Regions from separate parts of the Mus musculus genome. Here all the other regions are linked to region 2. The links are chromatin contacts, called in public Hi-C and HiChIP or PLAC-seq maps. All regions are on one chromosome and are shown on one strand. The core of a region is the stretch at or near the end of the contact, and the rest is flanking DNA. Distances in the headings are between cores, read along the strand shown.

What was found. Hi-C and Micro-C count contacts between places; a contact is called where the count stands out from the background. HiChIP or PLAC-seq counts read pairs in DNA pulled down with a chosen protein or histone mark.
Region 1: a FOXA1 HiChIP or PLAC-seq map of pancreatic cancer cells shows a contact between it and region 2. The contact joins two enhancer-like sites. A contact is called at or near these places in 1 of 484 Hi-C or Micro-C datasets (bone marrow-derived macrophages), 7 of 115 datasets of contacts at active chromatin or transcription factors (the NIH/3T3 cell line, bone marrow-derived macrophages, embryonic basal ganglia and 4 more) and 1 of 9 other capture datasets (embryonic stem cells).
Region 3: a FOXA1 HiChIP or PLAC-seq map of pancreatic cancer cells shows a contact between it and region 2. The contact joins two enhancer-like sites. A contact is called at or near these places in 2 of 484 Hi-C or Micro-C datasets (embryonic fibroblasts and nephron progenitors), 5 of 115 datasets of contacts at active chromatin or transcription factors (bone marrow-derived macrophages, embryonic basal ganglia, extraembryonic endoderm stem cells and 2 more) and 1 of 9 other capture datasets (embryonic stem cells).
Region 4: a contact with region 2 is called in a Hi-C map of pancreatic cancer cells, with 2.2 times the contacts expected there. The contact joins two enhancer-like sites. A contact is called at or near these places in 3 of 15 datasets of contacts at CTCF or cohesin (the NIH/3T3 cell line, large pre-B cells and stem cell-derived epiblast-like cells), 7 of 484 Hi-C or Micro-C datasets (the AML12 cell line, the C10 cell line, bone marrow-derived macrophages and 4 more), 13 of 115 datasets of contacts at active chromatin or transcription factors (cardiomyocytes, differentiating embryonic stem cells, embryonic basal ganglia and 9 more) and 1 of 9 other capture datasets (embryonic stem cells).

Annotation. Positions count from the first base shown.
Region 1 is chr8:10,628,649-10,631,348 of GRCm38.p6, forward strand. The region is part of intron 34 of Myo16 (myosin XVI); the gene reads left to right. Among named protein-coding and RNA genes, the nearest start is that of Gm32330, 43 kb to the right of the region's middle. Within about 2 kb of position 1,448, at least 48 of the 459 cell types and tissues checked have an H3K27ac peak or open chromatin away from gene starts, as enhancers often do. A contact at or near this core is called in the NIH/3T3 cell line and pancreatic cancer cells, where this site is marked.
Region 2 is chr8:10,964,066-10,966,853 of GRCm38.p6, forward strand. No RefSeq gene overlaps it. Among named protein-coding and RNA genes, the nearest start is that of 3930402G23Rik, 37 kb to the left of the region's middle. Within about 2 kb of position 1,431, at least 111 of the 459 cell types and tissues checked have an H3K27ac peak or open chromatin away from gene starts, as enhancers often do. A contact at or near this core is called in the NIH/3T3 cell line, embryonic fibroblasts and pancreatic cancer cells, where this site is marked.
Region 3 is chr8:10,645,331-10,648,030 of GRCm38.p6, forward strand. No RefSeq gene overlaps it. Among named protein-coding and RNA genes, the nearest start is that of Gm32330, 27 kb to the right of the region's middle. Within about 2 kb of position 1,406, at least 49 of the 459 cell types and tissues checked have an H3K27ac peak or open chromatin away from gene starts, as enhancers often do. A contact at or near this core is called in embryonic fibroblasts and pancreatic cancer cells, where this site is marked.
Region 4 is chr8:10,572,676-10,575,629 of GRCm38.p6, forward strand. All of the region lies in intron 32 of Myo16 (myosin XVI), which reads left to right. Among named protein-coding and RNA genes, the nearest start is that of Gm32330, 99 kb to the right of the region's middle. Within about 2 kb of position 1,391, at least 14 of the 459 cell types and tissues checked have an H3K27ac peak or open chromatin away from gene starts, as enhancers often do. A contact at or near this core is called in pancreatic cancer cells, where this site is marked.

The sequences.
Region 1 (2,700 bases), core at 198-2,697, 340 kb before region 2:
TGGGACAAGCCTCTGAAAATCGTGATCTTAAAACCTCTCTGCGTCAGATATAGAATGTCTAACTTCCATTTAGACATACCTGTGCACGTGCTTATTTTTTTAATGAAGAACAATAATGCTGGTATTCTGGCGTCCCTTTTGTGCAAGTCCGGCACTTCTCCTTTTACGCCTAATAAATTTCCCTTAATCAGGGCTAATCTCTAAAATAGAATCTGAGGAATGTGCTGTGGTATTCTCCAAAGAAAGGGTTTATTCTGAGCTCAGGCTGATTATCGAAACCATCAGTCAGAGTTTCACTTATTGGGGAACCACGGAAAGCTCTTTGCTGGTTGATTCCATTCCTCTGGACGCCCTTCAGTATTGCAAGCCTTCGACACCCTCATTAAGAGGGCTTGCTAATGGTTTGTGTGCATAAGCTTCACATTTTATAATGTACTTGGGAATTTGACTATTTCTAGTAAATACAGCAAAGCTCTCAAAAGAGAGAAAAGGTTTTTTTTGTTTTTTTTTTTTTGTTGTTGTTGTTATTGTTTTTTTTTGTTTGTTTTTTTGTTTGTTTGTTTTTTGATCGGGGAGTAGTGGTTTTTTTAGTTTTGGTTTTCCAGAAAGAAAAGCAAGGTGGGGAGATCAGTCAGCAAAGCATTTACTATGAAAACAACATGAGCTGAGTTCAAGTGCCAGAACCTACCCAAAACAAAACAAAAACCCACCAACAAACAAAAAAATCTTGTACAGACAGCACCTGCTTGTAAACCCTGGTTCTGGAAAGATAGACACACTTGTATCCATGCAGCTGCCTAGCCTTCTTGGGGAAGTCCAGATCAGTGAGATACTCTGCCTTGAAAAACAAACAAGATGGTATCTGAGAAACAATGCCCAAGGTTCACACACACGCACACAGGCACACACACACAGAGGAATGCACAGGAGAAGACACCATGACTCGAGAGATTTGAGATGTTTTCTGTCAAATTCCCTGCCAAGTCTCACTGAGATCAGCAGCTTCCTAGAGACAGGCACCTCTGTGCTCAGGTCAGTGTGATGCTGACTTCAAAGCTGTGCCTTTTGGAGTTTAAATGGAGGGCCACATCTGGCATCTTTTTAGTTGTCCTAGACAATGCTGCAGAGTCCATGCTGCAGTGGAAATGTAGAGGGGTGTTTGTGTCTGTTGCAGAGAGAAGGAGGGCACAGCCAGTGGGGAGCCCAGTGCCATCTGCAGAGTGGAGGCTGGAGTTCCTTTGTCTGGGTTTCGAATTTACTCTTTGTTAGGAACAGGTCTCTGTTACAGGCTTGTCTCACCTGGCTTTCTTCAGTTAAACTGAGTGTTTGCTATGCACTTTCTCTTGTTTTAATTCCTAGCTTAAACATTGTTTCTGTTCCTTTAGTGGTTTGGCTAGCGGGTGGGACACGCATGCTTGACTCATTACATTCTAGCATATTTTATTACTTCTATCACTTTCCTGATATTTCTAGAGCTCAGGCTTTAACCTTTCCTTAATCCCTCCAGCTTGTGCAGTTACAGTTGGCAGCCTTGTGTGTTTTGTGTGAGACTTACCGTCTAGGGGACGTTCCAAGCATCTAATTGATGTTTACCTGCAGGCTTGCTAATTACAGAGTTCCTAAACCTTAAATTTTACTTTTTTTTCCCCATCTGAGATCACTCTCTCCCTATATAAAGGGAAACCTTCCTTTTGAGTCTCTGTCTATGCACGATATCTGAGGACACTTTTTGTTTGTGCACCGTCTTTACTTCACTCTGTGTTTTGAAGGCTAGCTCTGTCAGACAGAGAGCTGGATTGGCTCTCAGTAATTCCATTCATGTTTCTTTGCTCTCCCAGCCTCCAGTATTCCTATTAAGAAGTAAGTGTCTGCTCCTATCATAGGCCCTTTGGATATCAGCACATCCTTTTTTTTTTTTTCAATATTTTTTAATTAGGTATTTTCTTCATTTACATTTCAAATGCTATCCCAAAAGTCCCCCCATTAAACCCACACACACACTCCCCTACCCACCCACTCCCACTTCTTGGCCCTGGTGTTCCCCTGTACTGAGGCATATAAAGTTTGCAAGACCAAGGGGCCTCTCTTCCCAATGACATTCTTCCTTTAGTTTTGTATTCATTCTTTGAAAATTTCATACATGGATACACTGTATCTTGATCATATCCAACCCTCATTCTTGTCTTCTAGGTCCTCTGAGGATCCAGAATCTCTATCATACCTCCCTCTAACTGCATGTCCTTCTAAATGTTTGATTTGGTTTGGTTGTTTGGATGTTTGGTTGGTTGGTTAGTTGGTTGGTTGGTTTGAGCCATTTAGTCCAGTTAGTGCTGCTGAGATGCAGGGAGGAGCTGGGATCATACACTTGGGCTAGTGCAGAAACTACCAGTGTCCACACTCTTGAAGAAAAGCACCTCTGCCTACCCCATGCTGTATCCTGAATGTGGGAAAATTCAGAACACAGGAGACTGGCCTCAGTGGGATCTCACATTAGCAGAGGAGAGCAGAGGGATTTTAAAATGTACCCATGAAGAGTCACATGGATGTCACACACTTACCAGACCCTGACTGTAGCTTAAATAAGTGCCTGGACAGAAGAAGTTGGGTGATAAGCTGAACAAAGCCATAGCTAAGAACACAGACTCTGAAGCCACCTTCTCTGTGTGCTGTTGGGCAAACAAACTTTTCTGTGCCTCGGCT
Region 2 (2,788 bases), core at 181-2,680:
CAGTGAGGATGAGAGAGAAAAGAGAGAAGAGAGAGGAGAGGGGAGGGGAGGGGAGGGGAGGGAGAGGGGAGGGGAGGGGAGGGGAGGGGAGGGGAGGGGAGACAGAGAACCATGACCACTGCGGTGGAGATCCAATCACAGTGTTAACCGCCACTGCCAAAGACTGCATCCAAGGTTAGTCTTATTCTTAGAAACGGTAACTAGTATTTCAAACACAGCATCAAATGTAACTTAGCAACTCTCCATTAACTTTTACCTACAGAGAGGGACATTACCTCTTCTTAGAAACCACCCAGTGCGTTGTATCACATTTACAAAAACTTGGGGTGGAGTCCAAAGCAAGAATGTATCTTTAGAGTTCAAGGAATTTGGTACCATCTATGGTAGCTCAACACCTGAAATCTGTGCTGGATTCTGTTTACAAACCCATGAAAGGAGACGTGTCCCAGGGTTTCGAAGGGCCAGTGATCCCAGGAAAAGACAAGCAGCGGCCCTGGGGATCTTACTCCATCTTTAATAGTACCTCACAGCTTGTTAGACACAAAGTCCCCTCCTCAGAGTTAGCCTCGCATAGTCCAACAGTCCAGGAAGGATCTCTCAGTTCTCAGGCATCAGTGAGCCAGGGGAAGGCTAGTGCTGGCACAGGGCTGCAAGTGTTTCTTTGGCACCATCTCACAGATGACCTGTTCTCTCTCTGCTGGTCGGCTAGAGGACAGAATTTTGCTATCTCTTTTAAAACCCAAGTGCAGCCATTTGGGCCCATTTCTACATCGGTCCATCAGTCATTCACAACTTAGTCATTCACACAGTATGCTCGCTCAGGCTGTGGGAGGAGAGGAGACAGACGGAGCACCCCACCCCAAGGGGAGTTTTCTGAGCTGTGGTGTGTCCGGAACTGTGGCTAAAAAGCAGAACAGAGGCCACAACGGCCACAGAGGCAATGTGTACTGTTGCTATTTGATCTTCCAAACTTGAGACCTGGGCAGAACCCACTTCGTGTCCCCAGTATCAGTATAAGAGAAGGAGCTGAAGTCGGTGTCCTGTGCATTGGTGGCAATAAGATGACCGTGTAGATTTTTAAATCTACGGAAGAAATGAGCAAATATTGATGTAGAGGAGGGGTCTCTGCAGGACTTTAAAGGAAGAGTCATCCAAGCAGACCAAGAGAAGGGGGGACACATCTGTGTCACCTCCAGCTTCCCCCTACTCAGTCCATGGAACAATCTTGTTTTCTGACTCCTGCTTCTGAGCATCATTTGCTCCAAACGTCTGTGTAAAAGGGAAGCATTAAACGAAGCTCCTGGGTCGGTAATTAAAGGCAATGATTTCAGCGGATAGAGTTTTGTTTTCATAATCTGCTCTTTGTCTGCACAGAGCCAGCTCTTGGCTGCATCTGCCACCGCTGGCCTTTGCTCTGTTTACTCTGAAGAATGAGGCGCTGTTCTGTTTGTTTCTCGTTTTCAGTCTGTAAAACTCTGTTCTCTTGGTTCTCTATTCCAGGAAGGAAAAAAAAATAAAAGAACAAGGCTCTTTAAATATCACAGCAGTGACTACTCACCCATACACACAGCCTCAATATTAGCGATGACAGACACTCAGGGGAATGTGCAAGAATTTTCCCGCTGCCAGCCTTGCTCTGGCAGGTGGACCTCAATTGAGAAAAGCACTTTTTATTCAGCTGTCAATCACTTGGTGTACCTGGCTGCATTGCACCACTGTGTGTGTGTGTGTGTGTGTGTGTGTGTATTTCAAAAGGTCATTCACCTGTCTTAGGGTTCAAAGGGATTGTTCCTTTTACTGTAGGAGTCACTGTGGTGATATATTAAGACCCAGCTAAGGAAGGTGACTTAGTAATACTGTGAGATAAGAGTGGGAGGAAAGATTAGGAGTGTGTGCACAGAATCCCAACAATGAAGAAAGGAAAGGGGGAGGGAGGAGGGGGAGGGAGGGGAAGTAGGATGGGGAAGGAGGGAGGGAGAAGGGAGGGAGAAGGCAGAGAGGGAGGGGGAGGAAGAGGGGTGGAGTGGAGGCGAAAGGGAGGGGAGGGGGATGGAAGAAGGAGAAGGGGAGGAGGGAGGGGAGAAGAGAGGGAAGGAGGGAGGAGAAGAGGGAGGGAAGGAGGGAGGAGGAGAGAAAAAAAGGAAAGAAAAAGACAAACTGACATACATACAGACAGACAGACAGATACATTCCTCTGTTGAAAAGTGAGTGAAAGGGGACTGGGGTGTCTGGCACACTGGCAGAGCGCCTACCTTGAATGTGCAAGGCACTGAGCTCCTACTCAGACTTCATTTTGAAAATGACACCCCCTCCCTCCCTCCCTCCCTCCCTCCCAAAAGAAAAGATGTACATAGGAACCACACCGAGGGAACCTTGTTACAGAAGAAAGGGAATTGGGTAGCTGAGGCCACTACCTGGTTCATTTTCTCCACATCTTCCCTCTGACAGTGAACCTCCACTGCCTGCTCAGATCACGGGTGCAGGTCAAAGCAAGCAGTGAGTCACGCCAGTTTCACTGCCTGTGTAGACTGTAGGTTGTGATGGCTCTTCGCTGAACTTAAGGCTTTAGCTAGCCTGCTGAGTGGCTGTGTATGATAGCGACTGTTAACTATCAGCTTGGCAAAATCTATCATCATCCAAGGATGGGCCTCTGAGCATACCTGTGGGAGATTCCCTTCGCCCATGCCCACTGATGTGGGAGAACCCATCTTCACCGTGGGCAGGACCGTTCCCTGGGCAGGGGATCTGGGTTATATTGTAAGTCTCTGGTGAGCCTTAGCTTACTGGG
Region 3 (2,700 bases), core at 156-2,655, 320 kb before region 2:
TTTCTTTTTTAATTGTGTGTTGTGTATGCATGTGTGCATGAGTGTGTGTGTGTGTGTGTGTGTGTGTGTGTGTTCTGCCTGTCTGTCTGTCTGTGTCTGCGCATTTATGTATGCTCTCAGAGACTAGATGTGCCAGATCCTCAAAGACAGTTCTGAGCCATGTCTTATGGGTGCTGGAAACCAAACTCAGGTCCTCTGGAAAAACAATATGCACTCTTAATTGCTGACCCATCTATCCAGCCCTCAATTTTGATATTTTACAATATTTTATAAATAATAATTTTTCCATCTTCAAGTTTTTGTAAGAAAATAAAAGTCCCTATGTTTGCATGAGTGCCCGCTAACTAGAAAAAGACTGTACATAGCTCTGATGTCCATACTACAACATAATGAGTATGTACTCACCAAGCAGAAAGCTTATATTTGGCCCAACTCTCAAAAGCAAGCTAGAGTTCCGGTCATGAGACCATGACAACCTGGACATCAGCATAAAGAACATCAATTACCCACCCAGCGTCCAGAGAGGAAGAGTCTAGAGTAATGTCGAAGCAAGACACAGAAGGATGGGTTCCCCCAGCTTGTGAGAAGCTGTGTAAGCATGAAGAGGAAGACACAAGATTGGAGAGGAAGTTACGTAAGGGACGCTGTGTGCAGAAACCTTGCCATTCCAATGCTAGATGCAAGCACATCCAAGAAGTCCCACTGATTGAACAAGCACACAGCAACACCTAGTGAAGGTGCTAGCCTTTGCTGGTCTCACCCAGATACCCATTTCCCCTGCCCTGGTGCTGGCCTGCCTTCATTGAGAGCAGCAGCATACTGTCTCTCCCAAGCTGACCTCCATCTCAGAATCAGTAACGTTGCTCTCCTTTAGATAAGATGGACATCTGAAGCTAGCCTGGGAAAACACGAGCCTTTCCATCCAATATGTTCAATTTGGAGGTTTGGGTTTATTGTTTTGGGCAGATATGGCCAACTCTGGGTAGCCAAGCTGGGGGCATGCTCTGGGGGGGGGGGGGAGACAAAAATGTTTCCACCTTATTTTAATGAGTTGTGGGTCACCACCAGTATGTTTCTAGGAGGCCATTTTTGTTTTTTTCTCATTCCCTACAAAGTTTGCCCACAGGCAGTATTGAAAAAGCACACAGGACAGAAAGGCCTCAAAAGGAGAAAGGGGAGAGACAGAGCCAACTCACATACTTTCCATGTCACAGTCCCCACAGCCTGACATTCCGTTCCATCGACGAGGAAACAATATAATGTACAGTCCTGTCACCATGGCTATTAATAACTTGGGTGGCTTCCAGAACCACGTGGGGACGGGAATATTCGGTCTCTAGCATCTGCATCATGCTGAGATGTTTTCTTTCTGAGACAGTGACTCTGCGTCTCTTGCCACGTGTGGAGGTTCTAATTCTCCAGGCACACGGATACTCTGATTCATCTCTGATTCACACTGATAAGGGGGAGCATAGGACCAGCGCTTCCAGGGAGACTTAGAAACCAGAGAACTTTGAGTTCCCAAACACTCTGTTAGTTTCCACTCCTAGCCTAGAAAACCAGTGGGAAAATGTACAATGGAGCGGATGGGAAAACTCATCTATGTAGAACTGTGATGTCTACTGGGAACTTGTATTTAAATTTTCTCACAGCAAGCACAGTTAGCAGTTTGGAATCATCACTTTCAGCATGCCTTTGTTAATCCAAACAAGCAAATGCACAAGAAAGGAAAAGAAAGGAAAAAAGGATGGTATGGAGGATGAAAGAAGAGAGAAGGAAGGGAGAGAGGGGAGACAAAGAAAGAAAGAAAAAAAAAGAAAGAAAGAAAAAAAGAAAGAAAGAAAGAAAGAAAGAAAGAAAGAAAGAAAGAAAGAAAGAAAGAAAGAAAGAAAGAGAAGGGGAAGAAAAAACTAAAAACAAAGGAGCATAAGAAGGGAGGAAGAAACAACAAAAGGAAGGGAAGGAAGGAAAGGAGAGGAGGGAGGAGAGGAGGAGGGGAGGACAAAGGAAGGAGGAAGGGAGGAAGGAAGGGAAGAAGGGAGGGAGGGAGAGAGGGAAGGAAGGAAGGAAGGAAGGAAGGAAGAGAGGGAGGAAGAAAAACAAAGGAGCACAAGAAGAGAGGAAGAAACAATAGAATTAAGGGAGGGAGGAAAGGAAAAGGGAATAAAGAAAGGAAAGAAGGGAGGAACAAATGAAGAAAGGGAGGAAGGAAGGGAGGGAGGGAAGAACAAAGGAACAAATGAACAAAGAAAAGGAGGAAGGGAGGAAGGAAAGAAGGAAGGAAAGAGAAGGGAGGAACAAAGGAAGAACAGGAAGAAAGAAGGGAGGAACGAAGGAAGAAAGGAGGATGGAAGGAAGAAGGAAACAAAGGAAGGAAGAAGGAAGGGAGGAAGGAAATGAAAACAAAAAACAGATTTTTTCCCTCCAGCATCCACAGGTCCTTAGAAGAATGGACTTAGATTGAAACAAGCAAAACTCCACAGAGTACACAGTCTGTGCCCTTCTTTCTTAAGAACAAAACCTTTGTTTTTAAGGTTTCTCTTGTCTGTCTTCTGCACCACACTGGCTGTTTTTCCAGCATCCTGCCCTGCAGTCTTTGTTGTGTGTTAAGGAATAAGACCTAGTCCTGTAGTGTGAATCCCTGAGATTATTAGTATTTCTAAGAAGGCCATGTGTGGTGTCTCTGCCTTTTGTCTGGAC
Region 4 (2,954 bases), core at 141-2,640, 390 kb before region 2:
GAAAAGAAAAGAAAAGAAAAGAAAAGAAAAGAAAAGAAAAGAAAAGGAAAGAAAAGCTGCTTTGAAGCATTTATGATCACTTCTGTAATATCAGGAATCTTAATGACATGAGCCTCGGCTGTTCCCACCCAGATGCAGGAGTTCCCAACATACACTTAATGGAATTTTCCCAAGCCTGTGAGGGAAATGGGTTTATACGCTTGTGTGACATGCTCCCCTGAGATAGAGCAGGGCGATCTCTGAGACTGTGAAAGGGTTATGGTAAGATAGGGAAGGGAGAGATTTAATGCCCCTGCCGTGTGCTGGAGCAGCTTACATGATTATTAAGGCTTACAGGGTTTCATCCTCAGGAGAGAAAATCCACTTTCTACTGAGGGATCCCCGGGGTTACCATTCATAGTGAATCACAGCTCAGGCTCCCAATCGTCTTCTCTTGAATCTTTATTTTGAAAGACATTTTTATATCTAAAGTCATCTAGTGTGTGGCTAAGTCTCCCTTCTGGCAGGCATCAGTGGTAGCTCCCATTAATACCTGGATGGCTGTGAAGCTTGGAGATTGGCGCGCACGTTTTGCAGAGTGGGCTCACAGGGTTTCTTTTGCTTTTTAGCATGGTGACTTGGAGAGCACTAAACTGTCAGTGAATTTCCCGTTGCAGGTATTTTGAACACAAATGTGTTATGCAATAGTAAGGGAGAAATTGTGTACAGAAGTAAGGTCGGTTCTCTGGTATATAATTCTATCCCAGGACTATTCTGGAGACCTCCTTGTAGGATTTCATGAATAACAGTGTACATTAAAATAGTTCACTTTCTGTTTATCTTTGAGACAGAGTCTCAATTTGTAGCCTAAGCTGACCTCCAACTTATGGCAACCCTCCTGCCTTAGCTTCCAGAGTGGTGGGATTTAACAGGCACAAGTCAACATTCCAGGCTTTAGATTTTTCTTGTGAGCTAAATAATCATGGACATTCTAATAATACAGAACACAGAGTTGGGGGTGGGGAGAGGCACATAGACCTGACTGAAAAGATTAGCCATGTTGGACTAACAGCAGTGGGGGGCTTCAGGCACCATTTTTAACAGCCTGCTGCTCCCACACTCTATTCTGAGTTAACTACTACGAATATGCCCATAATACAGGTGGGGAAACAGAGGCTCAGAGAAAAGATAAGCTTGCCTAGTGTTCCTCTACAAAGCCTGACAGAGCAGTGGGTCTGTCCAGTACAGCTCTTTCCACAATTCTTTCCTTGATGCTGCCTGAGAAAAGACCAGGGGTAGAGGGGTTAAATACATATTTTATTGCTTCCGTGTGACAGTAACAGTCACAGAGCTTGGGTGAGAAAACTCAAGACTGTTGAATATGTACTTTTCGGGTTACAGGTAAACAGTCCTATAAATTCCAGAGACAGAATTAGACCAGTTAAGCCATTGAGGTGAAATATGACCAGATAGTTATTTGCCTTTGCCCTGTAAGAGCTAAAGTTTCAGCTAACTGCCACAGGGTTTTCTTCTGATGATCTGAGAATCACCATGCTAATTATTTCTCGTTGCTTCCTTTGAAAATGTGAGGCCCTTTTCAAATGGCAAAGGAGGCTTGGCCAGGACACCAGGAGGCGCTATTGCTCTGAGTGGTAGTTCCCGGCATGTTTGTCTTTATGGACTCTTAACTGAAAGTCACTGAACAGGATCCCAGGAAGATGGGGTATCCACGGAATACAGCGTGTGGTAGAAGTCTGAGGAGAAAAGTAGAAGGGAGCCAGACAGAGCTAAGATGAGTTTGATTCACAAGTTATTCCCTTAAAACACAACGAAAGCACAACACTCATTTCATTATTCCCTGACCCCGTGAATCCAGAGCGTTCCAGATGTAAACAAGTACTTGGAAATGATTACAGCAGAAGACTACTATAACATGTCTTCCATACAGTAGCTGGGTTGACTACTGTATGGAAGCTCTACCTTCTGTAGAGGCCAAGAGGCACATAGAGGCTTAAATATAGACGGAGGCATAGATATACAGATATTTCCTAGATCCAGAGCCTGGTAGCACTTTCATTTAAGGCTTGCTTAATCCAAGTAGAAATCATCATAAGTTTCTGATATTCTACTCGATTATATAAACATTTCAGATAAAGAATATTTTGAGTTTGGAAGTCTGTATTTTATAAATTAAATCTTACAGAACCGTGTTTTTATTTTCGAATACTGTTTGTTTTAGAAGGGCTTTAAAGTTGGCCTGTGGAAGGTTTTGAGTGTACTGGAGGGAATAGGTTACACAAGTAAGTACCTTGTGGTCTGGGATGCTTTGTCTTTCTTTTCTCACACCACTCCCCATCACTGGGTGAACTGGAAGTGCACGCTGGGGCTCAACCTTTGTTAATATTTATAAATACCTCATGTTTACGTTCTTCAACAGGAAAGGTATATTCTTAAGTGTCTTTACCTCAGACAGTCACTGCACCCAGTCTAGGCCCATAGGGTGCCCACTACCCACAACAAGGCTGATTCTGGAAGCTAGGGTTCACTATTCATTGTATAACCACAGCAGTTTGCATGCCACAAAACAAAACAAAACTAAACTAAACTAAAAACAAAAAACAAACTCCCAACAAGATTCCCCATTCCATCTTGTCTTACGCAGGAAAATAAAGGCAGCGGCGGTATCTTGATTCAACATTTTACAAAGCGTTGATGCTTCTGTGACAGGTACAATGCTGTACCCTAGACACTGCTTAGCAATGAGAAGCAAGATGGCGCCCGCTTCCTGGCTGACCAGCAGGATTGGTGTCTGCTTACTCATGCTCCTTGTCTGCAAGTGCCTACTCTCCACTGGTGGTGTGAAATTTGAAGCGGAAATTCCAATGTTATTGTTGTTTAATCCGATACATTCAAATGAGTTGGCACCACACGGAATTAGTCTGCCTCATGCAAATCTTGACCTCAAATAATAGGAG